Regions from separate parts of the Mus musculus genome. Here region 1 is linked to region 2. A link is a contact called in public HiChIP or PLAC-seq data. All regions are on one chromosome and are shown on one strand. Each heading gives the region's core, a stretch centred on a gene start, on an enhancer-like site or on the middle of the called end of the contact. The rest is flanking DNA. Distances are from core to core; before and after follow the strand shown. Region 1 has its middle 34 kb from the start of Gm38579. Region 2 has its middle 49 kb from the start of Gm25633.

Region 1 (6,391 bases), core at 1,925-4,424, 550 kb before region 2:
ACACAAGACAAGTGCATTCCATAGATGATGGAAGGAAGCTCCATCATGCAGGTGTTGGCTTGATTTTGCTGGTGGGAAAACACTTGGTCTCATCTCCCACCAGCTCTGGAAGCTCCAAAGCTGTGCTGCGTCTCTGAGAAAACCTGCATATTTTACACAAAGAGGAGGGATACAAACCCTGTGGTTTATGCTTTATTGTGTAGCTGGATCCACCTTTGTTTCTTTCTTTGTTTCTTTCCTCCTCCTCCTCCTCCTCCTCCTCCTCCTCCTCCTCCTCCTCCTCCTCCTTCTCTCTCTCTCTCTCTCTCTCTCTCTCTCTCTCTCTCAGTCAGGGTCTTATATAGTCCTGGCTGGCTTTAAACATTAGATCCTCCTGACCCTTACCTCCCGAGTGCCGAGGTACGAGATATATGACGTCACACCCTGTTTATGCAACGATGAGAACTGAACCCAGGGCATTGTGTGTGACAGATAACTGCTCTGCCAAATGATCTACAGCGTTTTGATCATCCTATTATTTCTCCCCACTAACCAAAATTCTTCCTGAGACAAGGGTTCCCCTCCCTGTGTAATTGCTAAACAGAGGTTTTTCTAGCTAGGGAAAATTTTAATTTAATCTTTCTTGTGCATTTCATGAATGAATAAGATACAAACATCCCTTTTCTCCCCGTTTTGCATGATGAGTTTAGGATTCATTAATGATTCTACTCGGGTCGATTATTACCATGCAGTTGGATTCACTTATAAAGACAACACAATTATCAACAAAAACAAACGAACTTTCATTGGCAGTGGTGTAGCATCTTGCGTATCCCAAAAGCTGTTTGCTTGATTCTTTTCGTAGCTTTGGTTCTGTTTGGTACAGCTTAGTCAGCTGTTAAGTACACAGTGTTGACTGTCACATACACATGGCTGTGTTTACAGTTTGGGTGGCAGTATCTCAACTGATGGTGGATCGTTCTATCCGATTCATTCTCATCTTTCAGAGCGAATGGTCCCCTGGTGGCTGAACACCACCTCCTAAATTTGATCCGAACTTCAGCTCTGTCTCCTTCTCTTTAGACTGAGGATGTGTGGTATCCCTCCCCCCCCTCCCCCACGCCAGTGATTCTCATTTCTACTCAGGGCCCCACTTTTCTCCATGAGTGACTCAGCATTTTATCACCTGACATTTTAAGAGAACCACTTTGCTATTAAACTGAAGCCATATATTAAAGCTAAACCCTGAAGCAAGCATGGGTCCAACAAAGGTTAGACAAAGATAAGACAGTTTGTCACGCCTCCTGACCTGTGGTACAGGGAAGAAATGAAATGAGGCTTTGGAACTGGATGGGGCCTCTGACTTCCAAAACATTTTCCTGTTTTTGTTTTGTTTTGTTTTAAGACAATGACCCACTCTGTAGCCCAGGCTGTCCTGAACTTCCTATGCAGCCCAGGCTAGCCTTGCACACAAAGCATTTCTCTTGTCTCCTTCCCCTCCTGACTTTGTATTCTGCCCTGGAGAAGCATCCAGATTCATCCAGACCCTCTCTGTTGGTTGCATTTACAGACTAGAACATTCTGTGCTCGGACTTAGGGCCCTGGGCAGAATATTTAAGGTAGGCTTAAAACCTGAACTTCCAAATTGGGAACATTGTAAATCTGAAGTGAGTTGTTATTGATTTTTGTCTCATACTGAGGAAGAATGGATGGGCTCAGGAAGAAAGGCTTCCTGCCTGAGCATCTAGCAGCAGCCTGTCAATCGAGCCGCAGTCCTTCCTCCATCATTTATTTCTGGCTCACAGAAGTGCAGAGGCTTTCTCCACCCCAGAAGGCTGGCCAGAAAAGCAGCAGCGGCTGTCTCAGCCCCAGCCTTTTCTGTCTATGTCTATCAACACAGAAGGAGTGACCAGGGGCACTTTCTTTCTCTAGCCTTGCTGTGTCTTGTTCTTTCTGAGAATGGGAGGGAGGCAGAGGGACCCAGGGATGGGAGAGCTGCAGCTGCAGAGTGGGAGGGTGGGGCAAGCTGATGCAGCCACTTCCTTCTCTGTCCCTTCCCAGGGCCACCTCAGCCCTGTTATTTTGGGAACTCTAAGGAGGGCCTAGCTACCCTGCAGATTCCGCTCACCTCTCCCACCCTATCACAAACTTGTTTGCTCTTAACAAGCAGTCCTAATTAAAGTTGACATCACCCACAGCCCTTGGACCATAGGCTTGTAGAATATTACATACAGAGATAAAGTTAAGATCATCTTTCCATCAATTCATCCACACCTCTCTCCATCTAACCCTCCATCTATTCATCCATCTTTCTCTCCATCTCCCTATCCCTCCCTTTATCCCTTCATCTCTCCCTCCATCCACTCCTCCCTCTCTTCATCCCTCCCTCCCTCTCTCCCTCCCTCCATCCCTCTACCCATCCCTCCCTCCCTCTATCCCCCCTTTCCTCTATCCCTCCATCCCTCCCTTCCTTCATCCATCCATCCATCCATCCATCCATCCAACAGTCACCTACTGATGACCCTTTTAAGCCAGGTGTCTTAGTCAGGGTTTCTATTCCTGCACAAACATCATGACCAAGAAGCAAGTTGGGGAGGAAAGGGTTTATTCAGCCTATACATCCATACTGCTGTTCATCACCAAAGGAAGTCAGGACTGGAACTCAAGCAGGTCAGAAAGCAGGAGCTGATGTAGAAGCCATGGAGGGATATTCTTACTGGCTTGCTTCCACTGGCTTGCTCAGCTTGCTTTCTTATAGAACCCAAGACTACCAGCCCAGAGATGGTACCACCCACAAGGGGCCTTTCCCCCTTGATCACTAATTGAGAAAATGCCTTGCAGCTGGATCTCAGGGAGGCATTTCCTCAACTGATGCTCCTTTCTCTGTGATAACTCCAGCTGTGTCAAGTTGACAAAAAATTAGCCAGTACACCAGGTTAGGTGTTACGTTCAGCACCTATCACTGTGGTGCCTCCAATAGCTCCCTGCCTAGGCCAGTCTGCTGTTTCAGACAGTGGACAGCTTTTGGGGATGGCTCTGGTTTCATTATGTTCCTCTGGAGTGTAGGGACTTCATGCCTACATCTATCTCTCCTGGCACCACGTGGTCATCACCTGCACAAATCAGTACTTACCAGCAGACTGTTAGACTGCACAGCCCTGGTATCTGGCATATGAGATGCGTTGACTGACCCCTGGTGGCAAGGCAGTGCTACCCAGAGGAAACAAATCCCTGTTTGCCACTCTGAAGAAGTGTCAAGTGCAGTAATTTCCCAACAGTGACAAGAGCATCTAGGGGGAACAGACTGCAAAAGCAAACACAGTGGTGTCTATGAGGGTCGGTGAGGTGCAGTGTAGATGCCACTGGAGGGAGAGGGTACAGGAGGGGAGAGGGTGTGGGAGAGGGAGAGGCTGGGAAGGTTTCATAAGTGGGGAAATTCCAGCTGTTACCTGGAGTAGTGATGTCACCAGATTTGAAATTTAGGATTTCTATTCTCACCCCCCTCTCCTGTCCCCTCCCACCCCATCTCTTTCCTGGCAAGAACAATTTACTGTGTAACGTTTTTCAAGTTGGGGCTGGGACTGTTACTCTTTAGGTCCCTCACAGGATGGTGTGTCACGTGGGACAATAGAGCCCATAGGCACACGACATGACATTTCTCCTGTTTCATCTTGGTGCTTAGTCCCAGCCAAGGGATGAGCAGAGTAGGACGTGTGAATCAGAAAGGTCAGATCCGAAGGGTCAAGGATCAATTTAGTATCCTTGTGTTTGGAAAACCCCAGAGGGTGACCTTTGGCAGACACTGCCCAGGGGAGAGAGCAAACCTCAGGTTTTCTGTTGCCCCACAGTCTCTGCCTCGTTAGAGCGAGTTTGCAGGGTGCAGAGTTCCCTCTGTAAACCATGAAGATAGCGACTCCCCCAGTTCTCAAATGACTCCAAAGGCAGATAGACTGTAAGCCCCCACCCCACCCCCGGCCTCAGAAAGCCAGAGCTGAGTAAGGAGAGGAGAGGAAATGTATGTGACATGAAATGGGGTTTCCTTTTTATCATCCCAGATTCCCTACTGTGGGGCACCCTCCTTCCTCAGCTGTACATGCAGCCATGTTTTAGGATACAACTCAGAGGGATTCCAGCTCTCAGAAATACTGCACGATGCTGTTACCGCATAGATGTGCCCTTTCCAAAGGCACAAAACAGGAAGGTGACCTGCCGATTCAGAGGAAGGCAATAAACCACACATTCAATTAGGAATGACGTGCATTTAATCACAATTGTTTAATGGTATTTGAGATTTCTTATTTAATCAGTAATGAGACTACCTAGCAATTAATGTTCACGGAATCTCGTGCTGCCCTTACCAGCACAGTGTTGATTTTAAACTAATCTTTCTATTTTATATCCTCTCTCTATTTCTGCGGTTAATAAAGGTGCCATAATGAGTTGTATTAAAACATCAATTTCTTCCTTTGTTGAACCCACAAGTTTATCGTGGGTTTGAATCAAAATACTGAGGTGACTCTTAGGAATGTGGGTTTGGAGTATTCGGTGTTGCTTGGATAGAGGAGTCATGTGGGAGATGTCTTGGCTCATGGCCCATTAGTTCTTCCAGGGTTTTTTGGCTCCTACTGGAGGGGTCTGAAGACAAGGACCATTTCGTGGGTGAATGCTGAGGCCGTTTAGACCCTCAGCTCAGAAGGACTGAAGCTTGCTTTAATGCTCCCTATCTTGAAAGTCTGAGCATCTATTGAACCAGGAACATCCCTCCCCGCTTCTCATTTGGTATTGTTCCCAGCAAAGTTTAGCCTTTCCTGAGGATGGGTCAGAATGGGCCTCAGCTGAAGGAGAAGGTGGTCTGTGAGTGGCTTCCTCACATCCTCTTTGGAGCTGTGGGCAAGAAGCTGTGTGTGGAGCTAGAACCTGACCCTGGGTTTTCCTCATGATCTTTGTCCCTGAAGATCCATTTCTTGTGTGCTGGCATGGTCGGTTCTGTGTGTACCGGTATGGGAGTCCACGTGTGCAGGCACGGTGGAGATGCTTTAGAGAGGGGCAGATCTGTGCTTGTTGTTATGCCTGCTGTTTGTTCATGCCCTGCTCTCAGACAAATCACTTAAACACGGTTTGTTCCAGTTTGCTCATTTGCTAAGTTAAGGACAATATAGGCTGGGAGGCTGGTTTGAAAGTTAAAAATGAGCACATAGCATCTGGCCAAGCGCCTGACACTGGAAGAAGGGAAGGCATCCCTCTGTTCTCTTAAGAATGTCTGTTCAAATACATAGGCTGTCTTAGTCTTGCTGTCTTCTGCAGGGTCTCTTTGTGTAGCCCAGGCTGACCTTGAACTCAGTTCTCTCTCAGGTGCTGGAATTATAGGCATGAGACACCATGTCCAGTCAAAGTCGTCTTCCTTGACTATCTCACACGTATCCATCAAGGGGACAGCAAGGGTCAGTGACTGTTGCCGCACAGCACAATAGCCTAAAACTAGCGGCTTTAAGTAACATACACTACCAATGTCGCCATTTTGAAGTCAGGGATCTGGATGTGGTCTGGCTGGGTTTCTGGCTCAGGCTCTTTAATAAGACCACAGTCAAAGTGTCTCCTGGGGACATGGTCATCTCAAGTTCCCGCTGGTCCTAGGATGTACTTCCAAGTTCATTCACGTGGTCATTGGCAGGACTCGCTGCATCGGAGGCTGGAGGGCAACTGTAGTTTCTTGGTAGGTGAAGTGTGGACGTGGGAAGGGGAAGAGAGGGAGATGAGTGAACGTTGCTTTTGCTATTGTCTGTTCGTTATACGCTAGCCACCAGGTTCAGCCTACGCTCAAGGAGAGGAGGTCACACAAGTGGACAGATGTCAGGAGGCAAGGGTCAGGGACACGTCCTAAGAGATGTCTACTGTAGGCTCTGTGTGCTTCCACCACTGCCTGCCCATGCCCAGTAAGGGGTGTGGCACTGTTAGTTCCAGAGAAGCAGAGAAATACAACCCTGCCCCATGGCTGAAAGGTGAACTGGGACATTTGTGAACAGCCCTGATGATGCACGTGCTCCCATGGCATAGAGACTTGCTTAACTCATGAGAGGGTCTGCGGAGAGGTTTAACCAAGCACAGGTTGGTAAATCAAGTTGGGGTTTAAGAGCATAACCGACTTGAGGGAAACGGGCAAGCGTTGAATATGTTTGAGCAGGGGAGTTATTTGACTCGTGGTTCTTAAAATGACTATTATTAACTGACTTGTAAATTGAAAGGGAGAAATTCATATGCAAGGTTAAAATTAGGGGTCCAGAGGGATATGTAAATGAAAAAACAGACTTCTTTATCTTCCCTGAGACCGTTCTCTGAATTATTTTTTCACTTTCTTGGATATCTTGGAAATATTGAGGAACACACACACACACACACACACACACACACGAGA
Region 2 (6,954 bases), core at 3,172-5,671:
CTAGAGACTGTTTTTGTGATATTTTAGTGAAGAATGTGGTGCTTTTTGCCATCGTCCAAAGAGTTTGCCTGAGGCTAAGGTGAAGAGATTTAGATTAATTGCTTTGACAAAGCAAGTCCAAGAACAGCCTGGTATAAATTCTGTTGTGTGGTTACTAAAATTCACTCGGATGAAGAACATTTTAATGAACAGTATCAAGCATAGAAAGGAAAAAAAAATACGAAAAGTATGATTCAAAGAGTAAAGGCGCACCAGGAAACGGAATGAACCGGAATCCCATGTTCAAGGATATTAAATGGAATTTAGGAACTGGTCACCTTGAGGCAAGATCCTACCCAGCTAATCTTATTGTTTTTACATTTGCAGTTGTATGAGGGGGAGTTATATCATGTGATGTTATTCAAAACTTAGGCCCAGGCATGGTGGTACACACCTTGGAGACAAAGGCAAGCAGATCTCTGAGTTCCAGACCAGCCTGGGACAGAGCAAGTTCTAGATGAAGAAACGCGTAAGTCCAGGCATGGGGATGCCATGCCTTTAATCCCAGCATTCAGAAGACACAGCCATGAAGAACTCTAGGTCAATCTGCAGAGCACATTCCAGGGTAGCCAAGAATAAGCAGTGTGAAGGAGTTGGAAAACAGAACGCTGGTGATAATGTAGTAGAACAAGGAGACCATGTGCCAGCACCAGAACTCAGCAGCTTTGGTGATTTAGCTCTGGCTTTAGAGTCAAGAATAGAAGAGACTACTGGGACAATTGATGCTGGTTAGCTGGAGCTAAGAAATTAGCAATGATTAGGAAGAGACCAGAATCACTGAGCTGCAATCTGGGAAGTGTTTTCTAAGAACATAAAGAATTCATGCTCCAGAGATAGCTAAGGTTTTACCTTGTGCTGCAGCTGGACTTGGTAATGTGTAAGAGTCACCTAGGTGATACTGGTTTTGAAGGCATGAGGGGTCATGAAGAACAGCTGAGGCTTGGCACTGTGAGAGGCCAGGGAAAACGATTGGTGAAGGGGCAGCCTCAGGTTCAACTGGGCCTAGGACTAAGGGGTCATGCAAAGAAGTTGAAGCTTGGTACCATAAAGGGAGCCTATGAGAGGCTATTGATGAAGCCTAATTGCAGCAGAAGACTCCAGTGTATTGGAGACGCCAGTATCAAGATGATCACCAAGAATAGCATCAGCAATGGAGTGGAATCAACCAGACCTTGGAGTGCTACAGAGGACAGAGCAGGAAATATGACCCAAGCCCTTTGGAGGAACCCAGAAGATCACACATCATGTATAGATCCCAGACACTGGAACAAGAAGCTGTGAAGCTGAAGTTGCCTAGGATACCCCAAGATGTTAGAAATGCCAGACTCATGGGATACCTGCTGAGGAAAGCTGCTAATAGGGAATGGAACCAGCCCAAGAGAAAGAAGTTTATTGCAATCATCAATGCTGAAAAGAATTGGACATCAGACATGGAGATACAAAGTTTGGAGTTTGCCTAACTGGTTTTTGTTCTTGGTTTTGTTCAGGATTTTCTCACTACATCGTTTAAAGTAGTAATGTATATACTGTGATGTTGGATGTATGTGATCTACTTTTTAAATTTATAGGGGTATTACAGTTAAGAGATTGAATGAATCTCAGAAGAGACTTTAAAATTTGGACTTTAAACATTATTGAGACTGTTTGAAACTATGGGACTTTTGAAGTTCAACTAAATGTATTTAGGATTATGCTATGCCTAACTAGGTATGGCCCCCATAGATTCGTGTGTTTGAACAAGCCTATGGGGGCAAGGGAGTAGAATGTGGTGGTTTGAATATGTTTGGCCCATAGGGAATGGCATTGTTAGGAAGTGTAGTCTTGTTTGGATGAAGTATGTCACTGTGGGGGTGGGCTTTGAAGCTCTGCCCAATGTGGAAAAGTCAGTTTTCTTCTGTTTGCTTTCAGAACAAGATGTAGAGCTCTCGGTTTCTCCAGCACCATGCCTGCCTGGATGCTGCCATGCTTCCTGCCTTGATGATGAGCCCCAATTAAATATTGTCCTTTATAAGAGTTGCTTTGGACATGATGTCTTTTCATAACAATGAAATCAAAAGTAAGACACATATACAGGCTTATGGAGGCCAGAGGTTGACATCTGGTTTCTTCTTTAACTGTTCCTACCTTATATACTCAGGCTTGGGTCTCTCACTTGAACTCAGAGCTCACCAATTTATGTAGTCTGATTATCCAGCTTGTGCAAAAGGATTCCCTGTGTCTGCTTCCTGCACTGGGATCACAGGCCGGCTACTCATACCTACCAAAGATTTACCTGGGTACTGAGGATCCAGATCCTCCTTCCTCCAGTTCTTATGTTTGGTTGGCAAGCATTTTACTTGTTCAGCCATCTTCCCAGCCCCACCAGACCTGATTTTTGAGACGGCATCACTGATTACCTAGGTTGGATGTCCTATAAACTTCCTGGATCTGCCTGTCTCCATCCTCTGGGAGCTAAAGTTCCAGATGTGTACCACCATGCCAAGCTTGCTCAGCAGGCTCTTTATAGACTAAGCCATCACCCCAGCACAGATTTCTGATGCTTTAAATCACTCCTGTATGACTCCTGTGTGATGATGTTTGAGACCTAGGCAATCAGAGTGAGCAAGTCTTTAGTGGTCACCTGGATTAGTCACTGGTAAAAGCTCAAGTTCAGTCCAAGAGCACAAAACACACAGGTCTCAGAAGGATCATTCAAGTTACTACAGCACAAAAGGTTCAAGAGACACATCCCTACATCCCTGCCTCCCATGGGATCTCCATCGTCAACTGACAGTCAGTAGAGACTCCTTGTCCCTTAGGATAGACAAGTGTGAACCCCAACTGAGAAGGATGTTCCTGGGAACTTGAAGGAAATGTATTGAAGCCTTCTTTCATTGTCCCCTTCCACTCTTGGCTAACAGCCATGGCTCCTGTCATCTAGAGGGTGCTTACTGGCTACTAGGGTCATGTGAAACTCTTTGTTAAGGATGTTTCCCATGAGTAAGTAAGGCCTGTAGCTTCTGTCACTCATAACAGGTACCTCCACTGGTATGCAGAGACCCAACTTGCAATGGTTAGAGATGACTCATGAGGAATGACTGGGATCAAGTCCAAGGTCAGGCCACCATCGGACATATCTGTTTATTCAGCCTAGTTATTTGGTCCCCCCCCCCCCGAAAAGCAGTTTTACTATTTATATTTTTAAACTCAGTGCCATTTTGACCAGACTGAAATGAACACATGGGAAGTCTACCTGGCACAACAGGAGATCAAGAATGGACCAGGAAAGTGTCAAGGACATGAAGCCTGGCATAAATGTTGAAGTGGGTCGCTCGGGGAAAGTCCCTTGGAGAAAATGGCCAATGAGTGGGCTCAGCTTTCCAGGCCTCTGCCAGAGTGTAAAAGCAAAGAAAGAAGGTATGCCCTGCCAGCCATTATCCTCACCTAGAACCACAGATGTTACTTACTGAGTCCTGTCCAGATCAGAAGCCTCCCAGGGAGCAGATGCATGCCCAGTGAGCACAAGGAATAAGTTTCTGAGACAAGTCAGAAAAGAAGGACTGGGTGATGATTTTCCACTCTGTGGAATTAAGCTTGTGGAATGCCTTGAGTGCATTAATACACAGCTCTTTCCCCAAATCCACAGTGGTATACCCGCACCTCAGCTATTGGGTCTGTAAGTCCCCTAGGTGTATAGCAACCTCTTCAATATTGATCAAGCCACTGAATGCCCCAATGGACATTTCTTGTAAAATGTGAGACAAAAATTAATTAACTCATTAATTAATTAATAATACAGTTTTGAAAACATAATTATAATGATAATGATTACCATTTTGCAGACTTCCCAATATTGCTGGGGCTGCTAGAATAGCAGGGAGCACGCCAAGACCGCTAAGGATGGGTAGCCTCGCCTCCTTGCTAATCCTTTCTGATTTGGCAGACCAGGTGAAAAGCTACAGTTTTAACTTGCAGGAAAAAGAAAGCACGGGTCCAATCCTGAGAGGGAGAAAGAATCCAAAGCAGAAGAGAAACAGAGAGGGCCCGGGGTGTAGATGGTTTGATTTTCTGCCCCCAGTTAAAAGGGTTAAGACCAGAAAGCAGCAATATCAATAGTTGTTTTGTTTGCCCGACAGAGAAAGATTGTGTTAGACCCCTACTGACCCGCAGCTAATCCCCTTCCTGCGGGTCTGGAGAAGAGCCGGGTGCTCTGGGCTGTGTGTAGTTTCTGCACCTTGAGGCTGAAGCAAACAGACTTGACAAGCAAGCTCAGCAACCACAGACTCTGCTCATCCACCCAGAAAGCTGGCAGGAACCGCCTGAAGGGAAGGGATTCATTCTCCTCCTTTACTGCCTGGAGAGCCAATCACGGGGGTATATTCAGCCAGCAAGCCAGCCAATCATATCATTTGACAAGACAAGGACCAATCATCTTGCTTCGTCCATCTAGGCCACTGCATCTCTAACCTCCTCCCTCTGAGGGCTGTTTCCCATCATTGCCAGGGCCCTGGAGAGGAAGGGAGCTGAAAGCCCCAAGACAGGGCAGTGTGTAAGCAGGAGAGCTACTGGTGGGAAACACCCTGAGCAAAGCCCACTCATCAAGTCACTCTTTGTTTACTGGGCACCATCCCTGTCTCAGGCCCTGCAAATGTGAAAGGCAGGATGATGTTTAAAGCCTAGTTGAGATAGAGTTGGTAATCCCAGCACCTTTACACAGGCACCAGGGAGAGCAGGGGCGGGGGGTGGGGGGGGAGGGAGACTATGAAATCAAAAGGCTCCTTAAAATAGGCACCAGGAGCCTATGGGGATATATCAGGAAACCCTCCAAGAGATGATATAACAACAGTCAGGCCTGTCATAGCCCCCAAGATCTCTCGAATACGCCTAACTGATTGCTAGGCCCGCTGTACTAAAATGGCTCATAGTGGTATCCTCAACCACTGGTATGTATCCTCTCAAACAACTGGAAGCCAAAAAAATTGAGATCCAGATGTGGGCTGCTTTCCTCTGTGGCCTCTTGAGAAGTCATTTCCTGGTCTCCTCTCTGTAATTATATCTTTGTCCAAATTCGCTTGACTTGTAAGGACACTAGTCACATTGGGTTAGAACTCCCTCTAATGGCCTCATTTACCCCTATAAAGACTATTATCAGTCATATTCTGAAAGGTAGGAGTTAGACAGACTGTGAGTATATAAACTGAACAGGACACAGTTAAGCGCTGACATAATTTTTACATTGGTTTGAAAATGTGATCTAACTACTGACCCCATCCCCCAAGAACACTATGACCAAGGTCTTTCTGTCCTCTGAGTCTTGGGTGCTAAGTGACTCAGACAGGCTCCAGTCAGAGAGAATGGATGAAGAAGCTCAGGTCCATTTGCAGAAACAAGTCCATCCCTACCCCCATCTCTTCCTCCAAAAGCTGCCCATCACTTAAAGACTCGGCATCCCACTTTCACTGCTCACTGGCCCTGCATAGGGGGTATCTCATGTCATTTTTCTCTGTGATAGGTACTGATGTTGCGTTAGACTTAGTGGGAGGGGACAGGAAGTGAGTAAGAGGAGATGGGGAAGGGGAGGAGAGAAGCAGAAGAGGAAGTGAACGCCATTGGTCTGGTCCTTACCAGTCAGCCTGAGTTCCCCGAGAAAAGTTCCCAGTATCCCCAGTCTGCAGTCACAGGGTAAAGAAGTGCTCAGTGACTTTCAGGTGACACCGTAGGATGTGGGTGATGTGCAGAGAGCAGGGAAGAGACATGCTCTGAGTTCCATGCTCCGCAGCTCAGTAAGACTGACCAGACATTCACTACATACCAGGCACAGGCACCATGTCAGGAGCCAAAGACAGATGAATGAGCTACAGTCTGCTCTTCATGGATCTAACAGTCTCCTGGAGGAGACCATGTGCACAGTCCACCTCAGGACAAGTTATGCCCATGAAGTTCATGGAACAGAGAACAAAGACAGCTGGCCCAACATGGGGTTTAGAGGAGCCTATGTATGGTAGGAGTCACTGTCTGCCCAGGATCTTGAGGGGCTGAGGAAACTGAGGAGAGGAAGGTGTCCTAGCATGGGGTTGGCATGGACAAGACAATGAGAGCCTGGAGCATTGAATCCGTGAGAAGCTTGGAGCAGGTCAGTCATCCTGGTACCCAACTACAGTGTGAGGGAGAGAGTGGCAAGAAGAAGAAGAACAGGTAACCCGCAGAAGAGAGCGCAGAGCCAGCTCATGGAACATGTGAAGTGACTTGAACACTCTGTGGCATTGTATTTCACACGACTCAAATAGGCACTGAGCTCTTTAGTGTTGCCAGAGATGAAGACAGTAACTGACCAAGCAGGGAACTCATTGGGGACTCAGTTCTTACCTCATGCTTTGGGGCCCCAATGAAAAACATCCTGCAACGGTTAAAAAGTACCCATTGCTTTGTCCAATGAAGAGTCTACGGAGAGTATTAAGCAAGATATGAGATGGTACTAATGTTCCATCTGAACCTCAGGGGTACCAATCTGGAGCCAAGGACCCGTGTGGGACATAACTGAAACATTTCAGGAAGAGAAATTAAAAAAGAAGTTGAGAGACAGAAGAAAGCATTAGGAAGATGACTTGTGGACTGGCTATTGATACAGTGTGAAGGAAGGATCTACAAACAGTAGTGCATCTAGGACTTGGATGCCTGGATGCATGCTGGTGGCTTTACTACAGAAAGGAATCAGATGCATGCCAGGGTGGACAGATGAGGAATGGGCTGTTGGCCATGTGGAATCTTGGGTGCTAGTAGATCAGCCGTACAGAGATTCTCAGGGGACCGTTTGACCAAGTCTGATTGAGCACAAACAGCCAGACCCAGGGTCTTAATATTGCAAATAGATTTCAGAAAATGTACCTTTATATTTTAAAGTGTGCCCATAAAGACTTCGGGGCTCTCTATACTGTC

What was found. HiChIP or PLAC-seq counts read pairs in DNA pulled down with a chosen protein or histone mark.
Region 1: a contact with region 2 is called in an H3K4me3 HiChIP or PLAC-seq map of embryonic midbrain, with 4 times the contacts expected there. The contact joins two enhancer-like sites. A contact is called at or near these places in 1 of 15 datasets of contacts at CTCF or cohesin (the NIH/3T3 cell line), 1 of 484 Hi-C or Micro-C datasets (the N1E-115 cell line) and 1 of 115 datasets of contacts at active chromatin or transcription factors (embryonic midbrain).

The regions. Positions count from the first base shown.
Region 1 is chr9:50,423,039-50,429,429 of GRCm38.p6, reverse strand. No RefSeq gene overlaps it. Among named protein-coding and RNA genes, the nearest start is that of Gm38579, 34 kb to the right of the region's middle. Within about 2 kb of position 3,174, at least 8 of the 459 cell types and tissues checked have an H3K27ac peak or open chromatin away from gene starts, as enhancers often do.
Region 2 is chr9:49,871,243-49,878,196 of GRCm38.p6, reverse strand. No RefSeq gene overlaps it. Among named protein-coding and RNA genes, the nearest start is that of Gm25633, 49 kb to the right of the region's middle. Within about 2 kb of position 4,421, at least 114 of the 459 cell types and tissues checked have an H3K27ac peak or open chromatin away from gene starts, as enhancers often do.